2 separate regions of the Mus musculus genome follow, and region 2 is linked to region 1. A link is a contact called in public Hi-C data. All regions are on one chromosome and are shown on one strand. The core of a region is the stretch at or near the end of the contact, and the rest is flanking DNA. Distances in the headings are between cores, read along the strand shown. Region 1 has its middle 33 kb from the start of Gm51779. Region 2 overlaps Nup37 (nucleoporin 37).

Evidence for each region. A called contact is a pair of places that touch in the nucleus more often than the background predicts.
Region 2: a Hi-C map of uterus shows a contact between it and region 1, with 6 times the contacts expected there. The contact joins two enhancer-like sites. A contact is called at or near these places in 2 of 39 promoter capture datasets (both in embryonic stem cells), 13 of 484 Hi-C or Micro-C datasets (2-cell embryo, embryonic stem cells, frontal cortex and 3 more), 1 of 115 datasets of contacts at active chromatin or transcription factors (embryonic stem cells) and 3 of 9 other capture datasets (adipose tissue, liver and pancreatic islet).

The regions. Positions count from the first base shown.
Region 1 is chr10:88,301,034-88,305,917 of GRCm38.p6, reverse strand. It overlaps a transcript of Washc3 not described here. Among named protein-coding and RNA genes, the nearest start is that of Gm51779, 33 kb to the left of the region's middle. Within about 2 kb of position 2,592, at least 39 of the 459 cell types and tissues checked have an H3K27ac peak or open chromatin away from gene starts, as enhancers often do. A contact at or near this core is called in uterus, where this site is marked.
Region 2 is chr10:88,178,225-88,183,108 of GRCm38.p6, reverse strand. Nup37 (nucleoporin 37) reads right to left here. Exons shown (of 10, transcript NM_027191.2): 10 at 4,714-4,884. The coding sequence ends at 4,862. Among named protein-coding and RNA genes, the nearest start is that of Washc3, 20 kb to the left of the region's middle. Within about 2 kb of position 2,673, at least 1 of the 459 cell types and tissues checked has an H3K27ac peak or open chromatin away from gene starts, as enhancers often do. A contact at or near this core is called in uterus, where this site is marked.

The DNA of each region.
Region 1 (4,884 bases), core at 1,343-3,842:
GGTTGAGGACTGGAGAGATGGGTCAGTGGTTAAGAGCCCCAACTACTCTCCCAGAGGTCCTGAGTTCAATTCCCAACAACCACATGGTGGCTCACAACCCTGTGTAATGGGATTTGATATGTCTGAAGACAACTACAGTGTACTCATACATATACAATAAATAAATCTTTGGGTCAACAATATGAAGTAACCAGTACCCACCAGAACTGTGTCTCTAGTTGCATATGTAGCAGAGGATGGCCTAGTCGGCCATCAATGGGAGGAGAGGCCCTTGGTCTTTCGAAGATCATATGCCCCAGTACAGGGGAACGCCAGGACCAGGAAGCAATAGTGGGTGGGTAGGGTAACAGGGCTGGGGGAGGGTACAGGGGACTTTCAGGATAGCATTTGAAATGTAAATGAAGAAAATATCTAATAAAAAAAGAGAGGGTTGAGACCCACAGTTTGAGCACTGTGGGATTAAATCCTCAACATATTTTATCAAAGGAGCTGCTATCATCAGTCCCATTGGCCTCTTAAGGGGGATAAACAGCTTGTCCACGAACACAGCCAGCACAGAGCAGAGATCTCATCCATCCAATCTTTGCTCTTCTTGGACCATGTGTTATTTTGCTTGTGTATCCAGTTGATGTTTAATAAGTATTTATTGAACAGAGAATTGCATACAACAAAAGAGGTTTTTTGGTTTTCAGAACAGAGAACTGGGAACAATTCTCCCTGAAGAGGTGGACCAAACTGAACATGAAAAGGGTCTACTTGATTCCCCAACACAGCTGGTTGAAAGTAACGCCATTTTCTGTTCTACAAACAACCATGTTCTATAGCAGCATGAACACTCTTCTCCCTCTCTCCCTCCTCTCCTTCCTCTCCTTCTCCCTCTTTTTTCCTCACCCCCTCTGTGTGTGTGTGTGTGTGTGTGTGTGTGTGTGTGTGTTAGTGATGACCCCCACCTCCAAGGGAACTCTGTCACCTTCCTGGGACTTCATTTACAAACCGGAGTGACAATTTCTTTACACTTCCTTCTGGCAATGGGAGAAATATCATTTCCCCTTGAGAGATATAAACTACACGTCAGACGCTCTGAAGAAGAGCAGAAAAGAACCTTCATATTTAATATTTATTGAATCCTACTTAACCCAGCATTTCCCAACCCCTTTGCCTTACATAATAATGCTCATAACTAATTCCACACTTTGTCTTTTTTATGTGGCTGGGTGCTTTTGAAGAGGCACTTTCCAGTATCCTGTATGCTCAGGAGATAACCACGGGACGTGGCTTCCAGTTGTTCCTCAGGGATCAAAGCTGCAACTATGATTATGAAATCCTGAGATTTGTTAGAAAGGTTTAAAGGTTCGGCAAATTTACAGGTCATGGCTAGTTTCCTGAAATGGACCACAGGGGGCGCTAGTGGACTGTCATAATGACTGCCACACTCCAGACTTGGCAAGGAAGGGCCAGGCTGGAGCTGTGGCAACCAGGGGCACTTGAGCAGATCCTTTCTCAACTGAATGGAAAGCTACTGAGAACTTGCTCCTATCCCTTTTGGATTTCTGTTTCTTCTGGATGGGTGGTGGTGGTGGTGGTGGTGGTGGAAGAAAGGGACAGAATTCAGAAAAGAAATCTTTTGCCCTTATCCTCAGAGATCAGGTGGGGGGTGGAATCCCATAAAGCAAGACTTTTCATCTACATATCAGTGGCTTGTGCTCACTTTGAGCCAGCTGTGGTTGACCATGGAAGGCCTTATTTTTTTCTTTATAAATTCTTTTATTATAAATTAAAAAGGAGGGCGCAGGGTGTGGTATGCACGACTCTAAACCTGGCAGTCAGAAGGCTAAGGCAGGAAGATGGGGAATTCAAGTCTAGCCTGGGCTACATATTGCTATCCATACAGGGGAGAGACAGATGTCTTTAGAATATACATTTGTTTAAATTAAAAAAAACCCTTAATGTTCTATAACTTTGCTGCTTTTAATGATCTGGCAGGCTATAAGGGGCTTTGGTGCAAAATGGACATACATATCTTTTTATCATCTTTGTCATGTGGCACATATTAATGAAGGCAGCCCAACTTAAACACAATTAACTCATGGAGTGACTTTCCCCCTTTTGGGTGCTAGGGACTTAACTCAGGGTCTTGTGTATACAGGCAAAGTCTCTACCACTGAGTTAACATTCAAGTCCTTCGGAAATACTTAGCAGGCTATTGGTTTCTTTCTGTGTATGTCCTGTCTTCCCAACCAATACTCCCTGAATGTAAGGGTTCCATTTAGGAAGACTCCTTCACAAAAGCCTTTTAAAAGCTTGCCCTCAGAAGAAAGTATAAATGGGAATTGGACGGTAGCCCACAGGCAGAGGCAGAGGCTATGTTCCCACAGAGATAGTCTGTACATGGCTGGTTCAGAGAACTTTTGAGTTTAGAGGATTTTCAACATTCAGTTAACAGCATCATTTCTTTGTATATAGAAAGTGACCAAGGCTCTCAAGTGAGGCTGCTCAGTACCAGCCCTTCCAGTGCTCGAGGTTCTGACTCCTGTTCTTAAACAGGGTGCAACCTCCCAGTACTACAATCGACCTAGTCCTGGGTGTTCCAGAGATTCCAGATGTTAATCTTCACCAGCAGCGAGGGGTGTGAAGCATCACATCACACCCACCAGGGCTCCACTACCCTGTGAAACAACTTGTTTGGACAATTTCATCTTTGTCCGAATGGGAGCAGAAGAGGAAGCCGACGCGGAACACCGAGCTCAGTTGAGGATCTCTGACCAGTCACTACCCCGCTCCTCTCGCAGGGATGCTGGGAAGAACTTGGACGTGACAGAGGAGACAGTTTACACTCTTGGAAAGTTACTGGTGCCTTAGAATTCCAGGAAGTGCTGAATCATAGAGTCACAGACTAGGAAAAGCTTCATAAGAAAAAGATGAAATGAGTATCCGCCGAACACCTTCCATAAAGTGGGGTATATTTTACTTCAACCTCAGTCGCTCCGCTCTGGGTGAGGAAACCGAGAACCACAGTGGAGTAGAAACTTGGCCCCAGTTACTGAACCCGTAAGCTCAGATTTGGACTAGGTTGTCAAATGATGGAGTCATTGCTGGGAACTATTATTATATCAAGGGGTCCTATTTTCACTTTCTGGTTCCAACCGCAGGTAACACAGCACACACTTGTGCGCGATGCCCTCGTCTTTCTTCAGAGCCTTCACTAATAGCAAAGTTCTCAAAGTCACTTGTGAATGTCAAGTTCTCCCTAGGATCTAACTGCAGTCCCTTCAGAGGCACTGCCCTCAGGGGACACGGAAAATGGCTGTAACAGTCCCAGCAGCAGCTTCCCTGACTGGGTTCCAAATTGCTTCTGTTAAAAGAATTGCCAATTCAAAACACATGCGCTGTCTTCAAGCTGGGCCCCACCCCAGATGCTAGGCTTGTTTGAGCCCCTTTCAGGCTTAGCCTGGATACCAGTCCCAATCAAGCCTGGGGACCTAGACAGACAGCAATCAAGATGGAGAAAGGCTCCTCTTCCCCTCTCACACTCCAGCCAAGCCTCAGCTGGGTCTGCTTTCTAAAGCATTTTCTAGGACTAACATTTTATGTAAACACACGAAGGGCCTCATCCTGCCAGGGCTTTGCCAGGAATGAGAAAACACCATTTCTTACGTAGAGACTTGCACATTTTCTATGTCTCTTTCCTAATAGAAAAATCTAGTCCTTTAGAACAAATGCGCACACGGATGACAGGACGTAAGGAGATACAGCCAATGGTGCAGTGGTTTGCATGGAAGAACAAATGAAAGCTTGTGGCAAATGTAGGGGACTTGGAAGCCAAAGATCTGTGTTTAAATATCAACAATGTCTCCTAGCAACTGTGTAATCCTTGGCTTGACTTCCCTGAGTATCAATTTTCTCCTCCATGAAATAAAAGTAATAATACCTAACTCTCCAGGCATGGTGGTATGTGCCTGTAAGCCTAATGCTTGAGAGGCAGAAGGATTATGAGTTCATGTTCTGGGCTACATAGCATGTTCCCAGCCAGCCTGAACTGTATAATAGGACTCGGCTTCAAAGCAGCAACAATAATAATGCTTAACTAATCAGGTAAAGTTACTAAATGCTACATAAAAAATTGCATTTATTTACTGGTAACAAGGGAATAAACCTATGGCCCTGTCCTGGTTTGCTTTCTATGGCTGTGTAAAGGCCTGGTCAAAACCAATTTGGGTAGGAAAGGTATATTTCAGCTTATGTGTCCTGACACTAGGGAACTCGGCGTAGAAAACCCAGGAAGGGGCCTGGAGGCAGGAACTGTAGCAGAAGCCATATCTCCCCCCCACACCCCAGGACTTGCTTAGCCTGCATCTTTTGTTTGTTTGTTTGTCTGTTTCAAGACAGGGTTTCTCTGCATAGCCTGAATGTCATGAAACTAGCTCTGTAGAGCGGGCTGGTCTCAAACTCATAGAGATCCACCTGTCTCTGCCTCCGGAGTACTAGGAGGGCTCGTGAGTCACCACCTGGTCTAGCCTGTACTCTTATATAACCTAGGACACACCTGCCCAGAGGTAGCACCTCTCACAGTGATTCATTTCAGTCATCCATCAAAGATGTGCCCCAAAGGCTTGTCCACTGGCCAATCGGATGGAGGAACTTTCTTAACCGAGATCCCCCCTCTCCTCAGATGCTTCTAGCCTATGTCAAGTTGACAAAAAGACCAACCAGTACAGCCCTTGTGCATGCTGAGCACATGCTCTGGCACTAAGTTATATCTCCAGCTCAATTTTTTAAAGGATATTACTATTATAACTATCGCTATTACTGGAGCAGTTTAAAAAAAGTATCAGACTTTGGAGAATAGCCTTTTATCTTGCACCATTGGGGAATATCTTTATATAT
Region 2 (4,884 bases), core at 1,424-3,923, 120 kb after region 1:
AGATCAAAGTTTTGTAGCTAAGCACTATCATAAGAGAGCAGTCAGCAGCTTTTGTCTTTTATTACAGAAAGGGAGACTCAATAAAGCATCCTAAATGCAGATGGCAGACATGCTTGTTTCATAAACAATACATCTACTGAGTTATTCAGATTGTAAAGGCTAAGAAACCTGGTGGCCTTACTTTGCTCTCTACTCATTGTTCACATGGAGTTTATACGCTTTTATAAGTGTTGCAGTTCCAGGATCTTCTGTCAAAAATTACGGCAAACATGGAAGTAAGTTGATCCAGAGACAGAAATGTCACCAGTTCCTACTCAGAGGGGCAACCGTGTTCCCAGGGGAGTTACAGACCAGCTGAAAAGGTCATGAAGTAGTTTAATTCTCTGCTTTCCCATGAAGGCCATGTCCAAGCATGCAACAGAAACCACTCATGTAAATACATCATAAAACATGATTCTTTTCTCTTATAAAAATGAGATCATCAAAATGATAGCCTAATGATTCTATTGCATTACTGTGCTTAGGTTATAAATGTTCTTTGTAAAGTCATGATAATTGAAGAAGTCTGGGTCTTTAACAAATCCTAAGCATGAGGAGCCCCCTCCTTTGAGTTGTTGGTCAGAGTTGTCTAGAGATTATGAAAACATTATAGGCTTTTGCCCTTATACAGTATTGCCTTCATTGCCTACCAGAAGTAGAAGGTAAGTCTCTATTGCTAAAAACAACATGGACTTTGGACACCCGCCCAGAGGATCTGACAGGGCTAGGAGGGAGAGAAGCAACCAACAGTCTTACCTAGTTATAATGCCTATGAACTACCATGGCTAGAATGGGTATGGTAACTGGCATAGGGTACAGTAGTGGCATACATATCTTGGTGGTAACCAACAGATCTCTAATGGACTTAAGACCTGCTTAACAAGAGGGAGATAGTGATGACTACTAGAAACCTAGGCAAATTATCCAGGGCTACTGGAGTCATGGACTTTGGAGGAAAACTCAAAAATAAAAGTTTACTAAACTTTTATAATAATCCCTATGTTTTAAAATATTTGTTCTGCCTACAGATAAGTGTCTTTCTCATCCCTCATCAGGGAAATTTAGTACAAAAAAAATAGTAGGAGGAAAATAGTACAAAAAATTCACAACCAACCAAAATGTATAGTTGTGGAGTCTAGTTCCAACGTATACATTTACAATGCGACTCTCATGGTTCAGGGGAACATCACAGAGGAGCAGGTGGAAAGATTTTAAGAACCAGAGGATTCCCAGAGAGTTTTCTGTGAGGCTCGTGTCTCTGGTAATGTCAGAAGCTACACCAATAATGTCTCAAGCAACATGACTGCTTGAACATGAACTTGCCTAAACAAGGGCAAGAGGCACGTCAAAGTGGGTCAAGGTCAGGAGGCCTCAACCCTACATAAAGAACTACCAGCAACCACTGAATGCTTGCTTAAGAGTAGGAGAAATAGTCTTCCCCAGGGAAGAGCACACTAATTGGTTATCTAATACTAGAAGGTCAGCTCTGACAATAGACCTACAGGTAACATTTCAGAGACTGAGCAGGTTGCACTTAGGTATTTAAGAGTAAAAAAGGAGTCCGTAAATTTGAAAGAGAGCAGGGGTGGGGTGGGGGGAGTGGGCACATGAGAGGATTTGGAGGGAGAATAGGGAAGGTGTACATGATGAAAATTAAGAAAAATAACCACTGTAAAGTAACAAAACCAGACCTGTGGCTTAGGGTAATTGTTTTTTCTTTCTTTCTTTCTTTCTTTCTTTCTTTCTTTCTTTCTTTCTTTCTTTCTTTCTTTCTTTCTTTCTTTCTTTCTTTCTTCTTTCTCTCTCTCTTTCTCTTCCTTCCTTCCTTTCTTTTTTTTTTTTTTTAAAGATTTATTTATTATATCTAAGTACACTGTAACTGTCTTCCGACACACCAGAAGAGGCTGTCAGATCTCATTATGGATGGTTGTGAGCCACCAAGTGGTTGCTGGGATTTGAACTCAGGACCTTTGGGAAAGCAGTCAGTATTCTTAACCCCTGAGCCATCTCTCCAGCCCAGGGTTATCTTTCTTTAAATGTGCAGTTACATTTAAAGATGTAGATGTTTTTCAATCAGCAAAGTGTACTATTAAAGAAACTGCTCACCGCTGTCCGGTTACTGAGCACACAGGCAGTGAAGACACACTGGAGCAGAACACTAGTTCTAAGGACTCAACTGAACCAAGGGAAACCAAGCAATAGAAACGCCATTTCCACCTTGCAAACATACTTCTGCTAAGAGTAAAGATGCTACTAGTTGAGTCAAACCGAGTTAATGTCTAAACTATAGAAAATTTTGGAAACAGTCTGGAATAGACATTTCTTTCCTTTTGGGGCATAATAGTGTGTGTGTGTGTGTGTGTGTGTGTGTGTGGTTTTTTTTTTTTTGTTTGTTTGTTTTGTTTTTTTCTTAAACTCTCCTGCATTTCTGGGATTGTCTGACTCTGGACAAATTAGAAGCAACAACAATAACCAAGTCACACATACAAAAAAAATTTCATTTTTTTTTTCTACTGACATGAGACTTAAAACAGCTACAGGAACGTATCTAGGTCAGTGTCAGTATGTAGTCACAATTAAAGTAAGAAACAAACACGAGTGTGTGGTTCTGTGTTTTGGCATGAGAAGCACTGAAATTTCCCAACAGCCAGATCATAAAAAGGAGACTAATGACTCCATCATCTGGAAAGACCAGGATTAGTTCCGACATCCTGCGGATTTGTGAGATCCTGACTTTGTTCAACAGTGTCAAACAATGCAAGGTTTGACATGCCAGCACAGCTTTTTTTCTTTCCATGATGTCTGTATGTGAGGCCATCCTGAGGGACACTTCAACAGAAGGAAAACCCTCCGAGACGTTTATAAAAACACACGGGGAAGCTAAACCCAGGAAACAATATCAGAATCCAAGTTATTTACCAAGAACCAGAGTGATGATTAACAACAGGTTCCCATGGGCATCTTCTCCAGTTTTTGTCTGTCTGTCCGTCTGTCTGCCTGTCTCTTATTCACTAACTCACTAATGGACAAGGTCTGACATAGGCTGCCCTTGAGCTAATAGCACTCCTCCTAGGTTAAGGTTTGTGCTTTAGTCTAACGGAAACATAGTTCAAAGAACAGGCTTAGTAAGGAAAGAATTCCAGGATACAACATCACAGAATACAATAGAGTGTAATAGGTGAGAAGTTGGGCAGTGTCCTGTAACCTGTATGTAATTAAGGGAAACAGCAAACTCTGTTCTTTCAACTGAAGGTAAAGAAATCCCTCTCAATTCTTGAAAATGTTTTATTATAAAGTAATATTATAATTTACCACTGGAAACAGCATTTTCTTCCCTTTTGGGTTAATACTTCCTGTCCCTTTTCTTGGCAAAACTGTATTTAAACATCTATAAGTTATCTCTTTCCAAGATGGTTACCTTAAATAAACAGATGGCAGCTACAGTAAATAATTTCAACAGACAAATGGTACGTTCTGGATTTGTTCTCGGCAAGCAGTCCATCCTGGACCCCAACTTCAGCATACTCATGTCCCCAAACTCAATCCCTAAGTACAACTAACTTTGAGTTTACATCACTTCATAAACTTAAAGATGACAATTTTCAAATATTTGATTACTCTCTGGCCTCTCAAGTGTTTTTATCTACGACAATTAGGAAAAGTATATATACATTCAAGGTGTAGAGGCTGGAATATACAGCTGTTAAGTTGATACAAGATGATTAAAAATATCTGGGTGCTATGTACACACATTTGTTACACAGCAAAGGACAACAGTATAGTGAGAATTTTGGTTCATTAAAAATCCAGTTATGGTATGTGAGTATGTTTAGTTTGGATCTCTGGTGTGGGATAAGTGGCTGTTTCACAGAAGGTGACTATGATTTGCCTGGTGCATTACAAGGGACGTTGTGGTTTGTATATCTTTGGACCAGGGAGTGGCACCATTTGAAGGTGTGGCCTTGTTGGAATAGGTATGACCTGGTTGGAATGGGTGTGTCACTGTGGGTGTGGGTATAAGATCCTCACCCTAGTTGCCTGGAAGTCAGTCTTCCACTAGGATGAAGACATAGAACTCTCAGCTCCTCCTGTGCCATGCTCCCACCTTGATGATAATGGACTGAACCTCTGAACCTGTAAGCCAGCCCCAATTAAATGTTGTTTTTTATAAGACTTGCCTTGGTCATGGTGTCTGTTCACAGCAGTAAAACCCTAACTAAGACAGACGTGATTTTTGCCAGCTGCAGATAGTTTACATTTGGAATTCTGGGAACTTTTGAGAGGGTATAAAATTGAGAGACCTGAGAGGGCCTGCGGCAGCGGTTGCTTTCCCCTGCTGCTGTAGTTTGTCAAGTGGTTGTGAGCAAAGGGAGAAGAAATTGGATAGCTTGATAAGAGAAGACTGGACTTTCCCTAAGGAACCTGATGCCCCTAATCAGCAGGAAGTAGCCTACAGAGATCTACACCCCAGGTCGCTCTAACCTTCTTTCTGTCCTACCTAGTGTGTGTGTGTGTGTGTGTGTGTGTGTGTGTAGTGGGGGGGGGGAAGGAAGGGATGAGGCGGGGAGTGGGGGGGTTAGAAGGGATTAGGGTGGAGTAAGGGTAAGAAGGGAGGTAGATTAAAAAAAACAAAACCAAACATAGCTCAAAAAGTACACCAACACAATAGGAACATATTTTTCATGTAGTCTTTATCATTTTATTTATCAGAAAAGACAACTGAGGCATTTCTAGATTTACAGTATGTTTGATATAAAAATAAGGATTTTTCCAAAATATATACTAAAAATACAAAGTGAAGGATCAAAAATACAGAGGAAAATCATATTTCTGTCACCCAGAACA